2 separate regions of the Rattus norvegicus genome follow, and region 1 is linked to region 2. A link is a contact called in public Hi-C data. All regions are on one chromosome and are shown on one strand. Each heading gives the region's core, a stretch centred on a gene start, on an enhancer-like site or on the middle of the called end of the contact. The rest is flanking DNA. Distances are from core to core; before and after follow the strand shown. Region 1 overlaps Itsn2 (intersectin 2). Region 2 overlaps LOC134479114 (a long non-coding RNA gene).

Region 1 (6,884 bases), core at 3,550-6,049, 54 kb after region 2:
TCAATTATTTAAACAAGTGAATAAATCAAATTGATAAATTATGTACCTATATAAAAATATAAGGCTAATATGTAACCTTAGATGCTCTAAAACTCACTGTAGACCAGGCTGGCCTCAAACTTGGAACAGTCCTTTTCTCTCTGCCTCCATAATGACTGAGGTTTTAGAGGTGTGCTATTGTTCCTGGCTTATAATATTCTTGAATGATTATTTTCTATCTTCATTGTTGGAAATCCTCTCTGAACTATCTAGATTCTGTAGACTCTATGAATGTTTTGTTAGATACTATCCTGGCTAGTATTTCTGACTGTGTAGGTTGTCTGTTATACACACACACACACACAAAATTAAGTGGCTGTCTCCATGTGCATGCTCTGTCACTCTTCTCTTTTTCTCACCTCAGCAGTAGTTTTTATTTCCTCATTACCACCCCACATGATCCACTCACCTCATTCTCCTCCTAGGGCCTTATCCGATCTGAACAAGGATGGGAAGATGGACCAGCAAGAGTTCTCCATAGCTATGAAACTCATCAAATTAAAGCTGCAGGGCCAACAGCTGCCGGTAGTTCTCCCTCCTATCATGAAGCAACCCCCAATGTTCTCACCCCTAATCTCTGCTCGCTTTGGTATGTATTCATTAATGTGGCAGCCCTGTTTGATTGTCAAGCTTGATTCCTTGTGGATCAGGAAAGGATTTATTAGCACAGCATGACAATCCCTAGATTTCCAAGTTAAGTTTCGTGCCTTTAAGAGAAGAACTCTAAAATGCACTGTCATAGCTAAGTGTCTGGTCTTACCCAAATCTCCTTTCACAGTTCCTAGTTGTGAAATGAATTATCTGCCTCTTCAGTTACAACTGACTCTAAATAGGCTTCCTTATCAGTCTCTTCTGTGTCTCAGGGAAGGAGAAAGCAGGATGCTAATTACTAGAAGATACAGAAGGGAGGTGATGTGGTTAGGGGTCAAGGACAAATGGTCACTTGGTACAAAATTACTATTAGAGAGGAGAAATCAATTCTGGTTTCTGTTGTATGGCAGGGTGACTATGGTTAACAATTTTGAATTGTATATTGCAAAGCAACTAAGAGAGAAGATTTTGAATGTTTTTAGCACAGAGAAATGATAAATACTTGAGATGACAGATGTGCTAAATATCCTGGTTTGGTTATCATATATGTTACATGTATCAGAACACTACACTGTAATGCTTAAATAGATACAGTATTAATATTAAGTAAATAAAACAAGAAGATTGAATAAATTTAAACACACCTAAAGGGTTTAATCTACATGGTAATTTAAAATCATAGATGAGTAAGAATTTCTATAAAGGTTAATTAGCCAGCTAAATCGAGGCCTAAAAATTGTACACTTTGTGTAATTTACATACTCATCAGAGATTACCAATTGGTATGTTTTCCATATAATTTTGATTAGTCAGTTTCTTATTAATTATATGTGAAAAGCAGTAAGTTTGAATGGGACATTCAATTAGATGTCTCTGTGTTGAAAAATGCATTTATTTATAGCAGATGTCAGGTTTTGAACACCTTACTCTTCCACTGTTCTCAATTGTAGAGATAAACACCAGATCCCCTGGTGGCCGTATTCTTATGTTGTAGTTATGTTCTGCAGCTATGAGAATGAAAGTTATCACTAATTTTAAAGTGAAGTAAGTGTGTACTAAGCACGTCCACCGCAGCGCCTCCTGGTCAGAGCCGTTTGTCTGAAGAAGGAGAATGCACGGAATGCAGTGCCGTAGAGGCCCGGATCAGTTTTCCTTACGCTGACAACCATATATATGGAGTTGACAAAGGCTGCTTAGTCTTAGCAGCCACAAAAGAAGAAAAAGGAAAGACCTGCTTATACTTCACACATGACAGACATTAATGTTCAAGCAGTAGCTTATCACCCTCACTTCACACTCAAATCTGCTTTCTGGGATACTTTCAGGATAATTTACCAAGCTAATTCTGCAAAATTGAGGGTGCTTTTTGTGCTGTAATTTTTGGGGGTGTATTTTATTGTTGAAAATACCATTGGAAAATGTGTTCTCTTTTATCTTCAGGGATGGGAAGCATGCCCAATCTGTCCATTCATCAGCCATTGCCTCCAGTGGCACCTATAACAGCACCCTTGTCTTCTGCTACTTCAGGGACCAGTATTCCTCCCCTAATGATGCCTGCTCCCCTAGTGCCTTCTGTTAGTACATCTTCATTACCAAATGGAACTGCCAGTCTCATTCAGCCTTTATCCATTCCTTATTCTTCTTCAAGTAAGTGTCCAGTAAGTCAGAGATGTGAAGAAGAAACCGCTGTTTGTTGTTCAGAGATGTCCTCCTTTGTGGAACTGCCTCGTACAGACCGTTTCCCTCTTCTCTCTGCCCCCAGCATTGCCTCATGCATCATCTTACAGCCTGATGATGGGAGGATTTGGTGGTGCTAGTATCCAGAAGGCCCAGTCTCTGATTGATCTAGGATCTAGTAGGTATGAAGACTTAACACACAGCTCTGTCTGCTTTCAGTGTGGATATTAATCTAATAAGCCCTGGGCTATCTAGGTTGTTCTTTGTAATGAACAAGTACAAATATTTAACACAAGCTTTCTTTGTTGTTGCTGCTGCTTTCTTTGTTGTTGCTGTTGGAGGGGTTTCTTTGTATAGCCCTGGCTGTCCTAGAACTTGCTTTGTACACTAGGCTGGCTTTGCATCTGCCTCCCCAAGTGCTGGGATTAAAGGTATGCACCACAACATCTGGATAAAGTTGTATATTTTAATTTTATAGAACACAAAAGTATTTATTACCTACCATAGAAATCATCATAGTTCTTCAAAAATTGTTTAAAAAGAGTTATCTTTTCCTTAGAAAAATATTGTACTATAGCTTAAATAACCATTGATTTTTGTGACTTTTTTCTTAACATCACTGAACCACAGTTTGACCAATTAAGAAATGTAGACAATGTCTTTTAAGTGTATGTGGAAGATAAGAAATGCCATCTATAAATGCCCTGGCCAGTAAAATGCCTGGAGTTGTAGGTTCTTAATAGGTGGAATTGTATGTGTCTATTGCCATTATATTGTATATTGATTCCTAACGTCTTTGGCTTATAAAGTTTCATTGTATTTTATTATTTAGTATTATTTAGTAACAAAGTTTTAAATACATTTCATTATAGCTCAACTTCCTCAACTGCTTCCCTCTCAGGGAACTCACCTAAGACTGGGACCTCAGAGTGGGCAGTTCCTCAGCCTTCAAGATTAAAGTATCGGCAAAAATTTAATAGTCTAGACAAAAGCATGAGTGGATACCTCTCAGGTAACTGGCAGATAGTGGTTATGACAGAACATTGGTCGTTTATGTGAACTTCCTTTGAAAACTGTTACTTGAATTTGTACTTTGTGCCTTATCTAAAGTTCTAACATTGAAGGCATTACATACATAAGAATATTGTGAGTATATAATTATTGAAAGATATATTTGACTTGATTGCTTTCTTCAAATTCTTATGCCAAGTTAAATGCAAGGGGTGTATACCCCACTTTTCAGAAAAGCATCTCTCAGAAATCTTATAAGCTTTGAAGTGAGTGAAAACCCCAAAGCACACGTGTGGTAGTGGTAGCAACTAGCCTTGGTTCTCTTTGAGAGAAAGCACATTTTCTCCGCTTGCCTTTTCATGACGCACTCTCTACGCTTTAACTTGAGTGTCTGTAGAACATTTCAGTTCAGTTTAGAATATTATATAAACTTACAGAGGATGATGAAATGTTATATGGTTATATACGAGATATATGTTTGTAATAGGCAAGTATGTTCCCCCTCCTAACTTTCACATTCCCACAAAAAATAACTCTCACATAGGGCAAAGTGCATGCTGGATAAAGGAAAAGGGGTCAGGAAAGACTTGGTGATTGCTGTCTGGTCATGCTGTGGACAGTAACGCAAGTCATAAGGAAGAGAACAATTGGAGAGACATTGGAGAGAGGGACATGATAGAGACAGGATTTTTTTTGAGATGCCTGTGAAGCATCTATGTAGGTGTTTGGTTAGACATAGGAGTCTGAATATAGAGGTGAGGTCTGGACTGCAGATGCGGGGTACTAGGCTTTAGGTGCTTTTGAAAACAGAGAGAAAAGTGTCCTCAGGGGTCCCAGGAGGAATGGCAGCCTCTGAGGATCATGTAGGAAGAGAGACAGTGAGGACAAAAGAACGAATGGAGAGCCTGAAGGAAGGGGGAGTGTAGGAGGCCACTGGCCTGAGGCTTGCCCTTGCTCTCAGAGCTGAGTGGTGCTTTCCTGCTGGAAGATCATGTAGGAACTCTCCCACTCTGCACTCTGGAGCAGGACTGTGTTTGATTACTGTTGGATACCCCCTGCTTGGCCCCTGGCACAAACATTTTGATGGTAAATGTTCCAAGGAAGCAGCAACATTATCTGCAAGACTTAACAAACTAAAGTTGTTTCTTTTTATGCTTTTCTCAATCAGGTTTTCAAGCTAGAAATGCCCTTCTTCAATCAAATCTTTCTCAAACTCAGCTAGCCACTATTTGGTGAGTGTACCCATCAGTGATTTCAAATTATATACAGTCTATCATAAAAAGCCGCTCTGGAAGATGGCTTCTGAAAGAACAAACATAAAATCATTGTTTCTATAAAAATTTGTTATGCCAGAATGTTCCATAAAAGTGAGCATTTGGAAGTTACATTCAGCAGGAAAGTGTACATGCTTGGAACTTAACCTTGATTTTATAAGCAACAGTGTAGCTTTCTTTATTGACTTATGTTGCAATCCAGAGATTGCAACATGAAATGTCATAAACCACCCTCCCAGAAGGAGCATTTGCTATGATGATTCACTGTCTTCTCTTTCTTTTGGACTATGAAAATTAAGAGTAAAAGTTGACTTTTTTTGGTATGTATTTACGTTTTCCTAAAATATATTAATCTAGAATTTATCATGTCGTTCTTCATAAAAATAAAAGTCAGTAAAAACTCTAAGTAGACTTTGTAACTTGTGATTGGTCATGTTGCCTTTAGGACTCTGGCTGACATTGATGGTGACGGACAGTTGAAAGCTGAAGAGTTTATTCTGGCGATGCACCTCACTGACATGGCCAAAGCTGGACAGCCGCTACCACTCACGTTGCCTCCTGAGCTCGTCCCTCCATCTTTCAGGTGCGTGTCTGCAGAGCCGTGGTTTGCTTCAGTCACTTAGGTGTTGTTTTTTTACCTCTCTGGAGCCTGTGCTTCAGTTTAGAGGAGAGTCACAGGTTTGCTCTGCCCTTCGGTCTTATACTGTGTGAGTCACGCTGGGAAGTAGATAACAGAGGGGTTGTTCTCCCTATGCTATAAAAGAGAAAAGTTTAACTGAAAAGATTAAGAAAAACTCGCCCACACTGGATCTCTCTGATTAATATCCTAGTACTTTGTATATTGTGACTAAAGGCATGCTGTGGTGTAAATATCCTTGCTACTGTATCTTAAATATGGACTTGTTTTAATTGTTGGTGATCTGCATTTTTTATCTGAAAATTCTCAGGCTTTATGATGCTCTTTGTTGTGTGTCCTTCTTAGAGGAGGGAAGCAGATTGACTCCATTAATGGAACTCTGCCTTCATATCAGAAAACACAGGAAGAGGAACCGCAGAAGAAATTGCCAGGTGATAATTTTATACTTTTAATTAATTTATTTTAAAATCACAATCGTAATTTCTTTAAATTTTACTTTTGAAGTACAAACAAATATTTAGAGTATTTATAGACTTAAAAATTATATGCGGGGCTGGGGATTTAGCTCAGTGGTAGAGCGCTTGCCTAGGAAGCGCAAGGCCCTGGGTTCGGTCCCCAGCTCCGAAAAAAAGAACCAAAAAAAAAAAAATTATATGCTACATGAAAATAGTGAATGGGTGACATTTGTGTCTATGTCCATGTGTGTGCGCGCATGCGTGCACCTGTATTACTGGGGATTGAACACATACACTTACGTAACATCACCAGCTCGTTGGGATGTTTTAAATTACTTGTATATCTCAATGAAGAATAAAACTAAAAATGATGAAGGAAGAGAGGGAGCATGTATATATTTGAAAAGTTAGTGTTTTTTCCACATTGGGTAGAATCAGATCAAGGTTCGTAAAATTTTTAATGAAAAATTTTAATGAAAAAGTTTTAAATATTCATTGAAAGAATGCACATATGATTATTTTAAATTATTTAAAAGGTAGTAAAAAGACTGGAATTATAGCTCAATAGTAGAATGTTTAGCTCATACTAAGTTTAATCTCCAGCACTATAAACCAAACCAAACCAAAAACCACCTTCTTCAGAAAGTTAATGTGTGTGTGTGTGTGTGTGTGTGTGTGTGTGTGTGTGTGTGTATGCAGAGGAAACACAACCATGGTTACTTGAAGAAAGCACTGAGAAAAGGCAAACCAGTATTTTATTGGTGTTTGAATAGAGTTAGATGTAGAAAATTGGAGTTTTAAGTGAGTATTTTACAGGAAGTACTTTCCTATTTCCATGTGAGTTAGAAGTATCTGAGAGCAAGAGCAAAAGACCTCCTAGGCGACTACTAAGCAGAGTGCGTTAAACTAGATGAGAGGCTGTAGGCTTGAGACAAAGCATAGTCCCCCCTCCCCGCTCCCTCTCCTTTTTAGTTACTTTTGAGGACAAACGGAAAGCCAACTATGAACGAGGAAACATGGAGCTGGAGAAGCGACGCCAAGTGTTGATGGAGCAGCAGCAAAGGGAGGCTGAGCGCAAAGCCCAGAAAGAAAAGGAAGAGTGGGAGCGAAAACAGAGAGAACTACAAGAGCAAGAATGGAAAAAGCAGCTGGAGTTGGAGAAACGCTTGGAGAAACAAAGGGAACTGGAGCGACAGAGGG
Region 2 (6,033 bases), core at 3,100-5,599:
AGTATGGTATGAACTTACTTATAAATGGGTATTAATTATAAAAGATAATCATACTACAATTACAGACACGGAGAGGCTAAGTAACAAGGAGGGCTCAAGGGAGGATACAAGGATCTCCATGGGAAGGGTAAATAGATTTTGTGGGTGAACTTGGGAACAGGGGATCAGGTGTTTGAGGAGAATGGAGGGAGAGAGTACTGGGAGAAACAACTGGAATTGGGGGATATTGGGGACTTGAGGTAGAAACCTAGTACAATGGGAACTCCCTGGAATCTAAGATGGTAAACCTTGCCAAGATTACTAGTAATGAGGATAGAAGTCTGAACCAGGCATCTTCTGTAACCAGGCAAGGCTTCCAATGGAGGGATTGGATACCAACTGTCTTAGGGTTTTACTGCTGTGAGCAGACACCATGACCAAGACAAGTCAAGGACAACATTTAATTGGGGCTGACTTACAGGTTCAGAGTTCAGTTCATTATCACCAAGGTGGGAACTTGGCAGCATCCAGGCAGGCATGGTGCAGGAGGAGCTGAGTTCTACATCTTCATCTGAAGGCTGCTAGTGGAAGACTGACTTCCAGGCAGTTAGGATAAGAGTCTTAAGCCCATGCTCAAAGTGACACACCTACTCCAACAAGGCTACACCTCCTAATAGTGCCACACCCTGGGCCAAGCATTAACAAACCATCACACCAACTCAGTCACAAAACATTGAACCTACAATTTGTCCTGCCTGCAAAATGTGAGGTAAAGGTATTGTAGAATTTGTGGGAGTGGCCAACAAATGTTCCCTAATTGTTTGGTTGGCTAAATAAAGAAGGCAGAAGCTAATTGCCGGGTGAAGATATGGAGGCGGGTTTTCCAGTTTCCAGAGAGGAAGAGGAGGACATGATATAGTGAAAGGGCTTTCTTGGCCAGGCTGTAGGCAGAGACGAAGGACACCGTATAGGCCTGGGGGCTATTAGACCTGGTGGCAGCCTCTGCTGCCCACATAGAACTATTCCAGCAAAGCTATTCCAACATAGAATAGCAGATGAGTTTAGGAAAATAGATTCTGAGGCCAGCAGTTGTGACATCTGGCCGATTTTAAATATTAAGATTGTCTGGTGTTTTCCATTCACAATGATTCAGGTGGGCAAGAGAAAGGGCACAGCTGTGGGTCAGTCATTGATGGCCACAGAAGTGAGTGGTCTGTGTAGATTGTGGGAAAAGTGTTAGCTAGTGGAGGGGGCTGAATATAAGGCAGGTGGTCGGCTGTTAGTCCCAGAGCCTGGCTGGAACAAGTGTGGATTTAAAATTACACGCACAAACTAATGACTGGTCCAACTAGAGATCCACACCAAGAGAGGGAGCCCATGCCAGACACTGCCTGGAGGCCTAGAAACCAGAGTGTGGAGAGACAAGAGACCTACAATAGACCCAAACATTGACTGACAAAATAAAATAAAATGTCAATGAAATGATCCTAATGATCTACTACACTGGCAGACCAGAGCCTAGCATAATCGTCATCAGAGAGGCTTCATCCAGCAACTGATAGAAGCATACGTAAAGTCCCACAGCCAAACATTCGGCAGAGCTCAGTAATCCCTCAGAAGAGAGTAAGGAAGAACTGTAGGAGCCAGAGGGGTCAAGGAGCCCATATAATCAATTAACCAGGGCTCAGAGGGGCTCGCAGAGATTGAACTGGCAATCAGGGAGTCTGTACAGATCTTACCTAGGTCCTCTGCATACACGCTATGGTTGTGTAGCTTAGTGTTTTGTGGGACTCTTAACAGTGAGAGTGGGGCTGTCTCTGACTCCTTTGCCCATTTCAGGGATCTTCCTACTGAATTGCTGTCGAGAGTCCAATGTCCTGCCAGCAAGAACGACGTGAGGCAACAGGATTCTTCTGTGAACAAGCCTTTACTGTGTTACAGCTCTTCTTAGTGTTACAGCTCTCTTAGTGTTACAGCTCTCTTGAACAGGGACCCCGAGCAGCAAAGTCGCTCGACTTATATACACAACAGTATGCTAATTATCTCTCAGGGATTGGTGGGGCATGGATCACCCCACTACTTGTCCTCCAGGGATTGGCGGAGAATGAATCACCTCATTAGCATATTAATGGTCAACTGACACCTGGTGCATAAACCGCACATGTGCAGTACCGCTGTTCACCACTAGAGGGAGCCCTAGCAAGGGGACAAGCCTGCACATGCTCAGTAAGTTGTCGACATCCAGACAAGGCTGGATGTCGGTGCCATCTTTGTTTCGCCGCACCGAATTGCCTCGTCTGGCCTTCATATAAGGGTATGGGCACATACAATAGTCATATTGTAACTTGTAATGGCATGCTTGGTTGATATCCCTGGGAGATTTGCTCTTTTCTGAAGGGAACAGGAATGGATCTGTGGGAGACAGAAGGTAGTGAGAGGACATGGGAGGTGGAAGGTGGGAGGGGGGTGGACTGAGAGGAGATTAGGAAGGGGAAATTGTGGTCAGGATGTCATATAAGAAAGAAGAATAAATGATAAAAACAACAAGAGAAAGAGTGTGAAATTATGACCACTGTGTCACTTATATACCAGTCTAAATCTATTGTCTTTCTTCAGATTAACGTCAAAGACTTAAAATTTCAAATTCTGCATAGACTCGGTTTACAGCATTCTATAAGCATTGTTCTTGTTGGGATAGTCTGGCATATAAGACATTATTTATTAAGATGCCATCAAAGAGATTTGGAATGGAACTTACTTGGTAGAGCATTTGCCTGGTGTGTACCAAGCCCTGGGTTCCCTCCTCACCCCATAAACCTGGTGTGGTGACACAGCCTTGTAATTGCAGCAGAAGAAGAAGTGGGAGAATGAGAATTCAAGGTCATCCTTGTGCTCGAAGCCAAAGGGACCCTACCTTAAACAATTAAAAAAAAAAAAAACCAGCAAAAACCAATCAGAATCATCAAGTTGAAATGTTTGGTAAAATATTAGGTTTCTCATGCCAATCAAAATCTACCAAACCAGAAGGTTTGGGAATGAGTTCTTTGAATGGGTAGTTTAAACATAATTCCAAAGAGAACTTACACTGAAGATATTTATGTGATGGTATTTGTGTACAGCTGGTTCAACTTTGCATACTTTTAAAGAAGGGACCACTAGGGTGGGAGAAATGGCTCAATAGTTAAGAGCAGATGACCTGGTTTCTACTCCTAGCACCCACATGGCAGCTAAATAAATTTGCAACTCCAGTTCCAGGGGACCTAACAACTCTCTGACCTCTGTGGGCACTGCATACACGTGGTGCACAGACACACACACACACACACACAAAACACCCATACATACAAAATAAAATATAAATATTTTAAATATTTACTTTTAATTTACTTACCTATTTGTTTTATTTTGTTTTGTTTTGTCAGAGACAGGGTTTCTCTGTGCAGTATTGGCTGTCCTGGAACTTGCTCTGTAAACCAGGCCGGCCTTGAACTCTGAGATCTGCCTGCCTCTGCCTCCTGAGTACTGGAAACAAAGGAGTGCAACACCATGCTCGGCATGAACCTCGTTTTCTTAAAAAAAAAAAAAAAAAAGGAACTATTTTCATTGGCTTCCAGGAATCACTAAGAGACTGGAGTTAGTTCAATCAACCCATTTGAGAGTAATATCTGACAGAATAAAATAAGGCAGATAAGGGAGGCCGGTTATTCAAAACCTTAATCAGGGTTCTAGGTTGAACAGAGAAGGATGTTAGGTTTGCGGTCAGGGTGAAAGATCTGTGTTTAGGGATAAAGACTGGCAGGTGTACCGGGCTTTATTGTGGATAAAATCCTGTCTAATAGGTTTGATTACAGCATGACCTGCACAGTTTTAAATGAGATATGGTTTGGAATAATGTCTTTAAGTGGTTCTCATGCCTTAATATGTATTACTCCCAAGGTTCTTGGGCAGAAATCTTCAATTCAAATAAACACAGCAGGATATTTTCTGCAGGTGGTACGCCGAACACACTAGGAGAAACACTTGTTTTTTTGTTTTTTTGGGTTTGTTGTTTTGTTGTTTTTCTTTTTTACTTGACAGAAAATTCTGTCGGAGTTCACTGGCTCCCTGGGTATAACATCAAAGGCTAGTTCAAAACAGCTTGACTGCCCGTGTAAGCAAGAACGGAGAAAACAGCTGCTCAAAGACCGGCCATTTCTAATTCTTTGCTAAGTTTCCTGGAGACAGAAAACGGAAACCCCGGTTTTTTTGTTTTTTGTTTTTTGTTTTTTGGTTTGTTTTTAACTGCAAAACAGCAACAAGAAGCCACACAGTTGGTTCTGTGCACTGTCTGACCTCTAGGGGGAGTAAAAGGATTGACTTACACAAGCTCCCCTGCTGTGCGGGGGGGCGGGGGCGGGGGGGCGCGGAGCGGGGTGGACGAGGGAAAGGGAGGTGCCCTGTACAGGTCAAGGACGCCCTGAAGGTTTTATCGCTAAGGGTGGAGCTAAGAATGGAAGGTGCTAAGCGGTAAAAAGCTTTTGCTTAGCTGTAATGTCCTTTCTGGCCGGCCCTTACTTAAGTTGGTCTTTTGTGGTAACCTGGATTGGATTTGTTAAGGATTCTTAAAATAAAATCTTCCAACACTTGTTTTAAAAAATGGTAAATTTTATTCTGAAGGACTACTACAGTCTTGCAGTGGGTAAAGTAATCCACCTTAATTTTTAGAATTTTTTTTTTCTTTTTCTTTTTTTCGGAGCTGGGGACCGAACCCAGGGCCTTGCATTTGCTAGGCAAGCGCTCTGCCACTGAGCTAAATCCCCAACCCTTTTTTTAAAGATTTATTCATTTATTATATATAAGTACACTGTAGCTGTCATCAGATACACCAGAAGAGGACATTGGATCTCTTTACAGATGGTTGTGAGCCACCATGTGGTTGCTGGGAATTGAACTCAGGACCTCTGGAAGAGCAGTCGGGTGCTCTTAACCGCTGAGCCTTCTCTCCAGCCCCAGTCCACCTTAATTTTGAGCACGGCAAAGACAGGTCGGCATTGGCAGCCTCTGAGAAGGAAGGAATAGAAAATTTGAAGAATTACTAAGAAAAGACAGGGAGTTATTTTGGCGGTGGGTTAGAGATGGGTTCTACCTACAATTAGCCCTTGCTGTCCTGTAACTCATTATATGGAGCAAGGTGGCCTCAAGCTCACAGAGCTCTGCCTTTGTCAGCCTCTGGTGTCAGTCTCTGGTGTGTACCACCATGCCCAGATTTTGGTTATTTTACTAAATGGATTTGATAGGACTTAAACACAGGGCTGGAGGATAAAGAACTGGATCAGATAAAACTGACTTAGCAAGACTCCTGCTGTTGTGGGGTAGTCAGGCCTAGCAAGGACAGCAGAGGTCAAGACCTACTGTAGAAGGGGCAAAGAGACAGTCCTGCTAGGGTTGAAGGAGAAAGTGTTCTTTTCTCTGGTTTGATTGACTGTTCTTCCTCAGAATATAATTGAAGCTCAGCCCAGAGGGCTAAGGACCTGGGGGACAATCTCTATACAGACCTTAGTCTTGAAATCCTGCGAAACTTGAAATAAATATTCAGGGATCCAGGATCCAAACTCTCTTTCACGGGTGACAACTTAGATGATACAAACAGTCCTGGATTTACAATTTGGCTATGTCATGCCAAAAATGTATTTAATGTGATTGAGCTTCCAAACATCACAGCACACTATGAACGATAGCTGCTTGTCCTTGGGATTGGGTGGCCGGTTCCTTACTGCTGCCCTGTATTGTGAGGTGGTACCACATTACACACACCTAGCCAGAGAAAACTTGAAGAATGGTTTCTGTTGAATGTTTATGGCTATTATACTATTTTAAAGTAGAAAAAAAACCCATATCAAACCATTGTAAATTTGGAGCTAGCTATAAAGCATAACACATATGGAAATCCATATATATTCTGACTTAGAAAGTCTGTGTTTAAATACTGACTCTTTGGTTTATTATTATAGACCTAGGAAATAAATTTAATTACATGTCCAAATTTCGTAAGACTCCCTAGAATGGTCACAAACA

The links. A called contact is a pair of places that touch in the nucleus more often than the background predicts.
Region 1: a contact with region 2 is called in a Hi-C map of liver, with 4 times the contacts expected there. The contact joins two enhancer-like sites. A contact is called at or near these places in 5 of 12 Hi-C or Micro-C datasets (the Rat2 cell line, hepatocytes, kidney and 1 more).

What each region holds. Positions count from the first base shown.
Region 1 is chr6:33,366,457-33,373,340 of GRCr8, forward strand. It overlaps Itsn2 (intersectin 2), which reads left to right. Exons shown (of 40, transcript NM_001427104.1): 5 at 465-628; 6 at 2,071-2,277; 7 at 2,393-2,489; 8 at 3,180-3,319; 9 at 4,487-4,550; 10 at 5,038-5,175; 11 at 5,575-5,660; 12 at 6,657-6,884. Among named protein-coding and RNA genes, the nearest start is that of Itsn2, 33 kb to the left of the region's middle. Within about 2 kb of position 4,800, at least 7 of the 93 cell types and tissues checked have an H3K27ac peak or open chromatin away from gene starts, as enhancers often do. A contact at or near this core is called in liver, where this site is marked.
Region 2 is chr6:33,312,707-33,318,739 of GRCr8, forward strand. It overlaps LOC134479114 (a long non-coding RNA gene), which reads right to left. Exons shown (of 3, transcript XR_010052216.1): 3 at 4,461-5,019. Among named protein-coding and RNA genes, the nearest start is that of Itsn2, 21 kb to the right of the region's middle. Within about 2 kb of position 4,350, at least 4 of the 93 cell types and tissues checked have an H3K27ac peak or open chromatin away from gene starts, as enhancers often do. A contact at or near this core is called in liver, where this site is marked.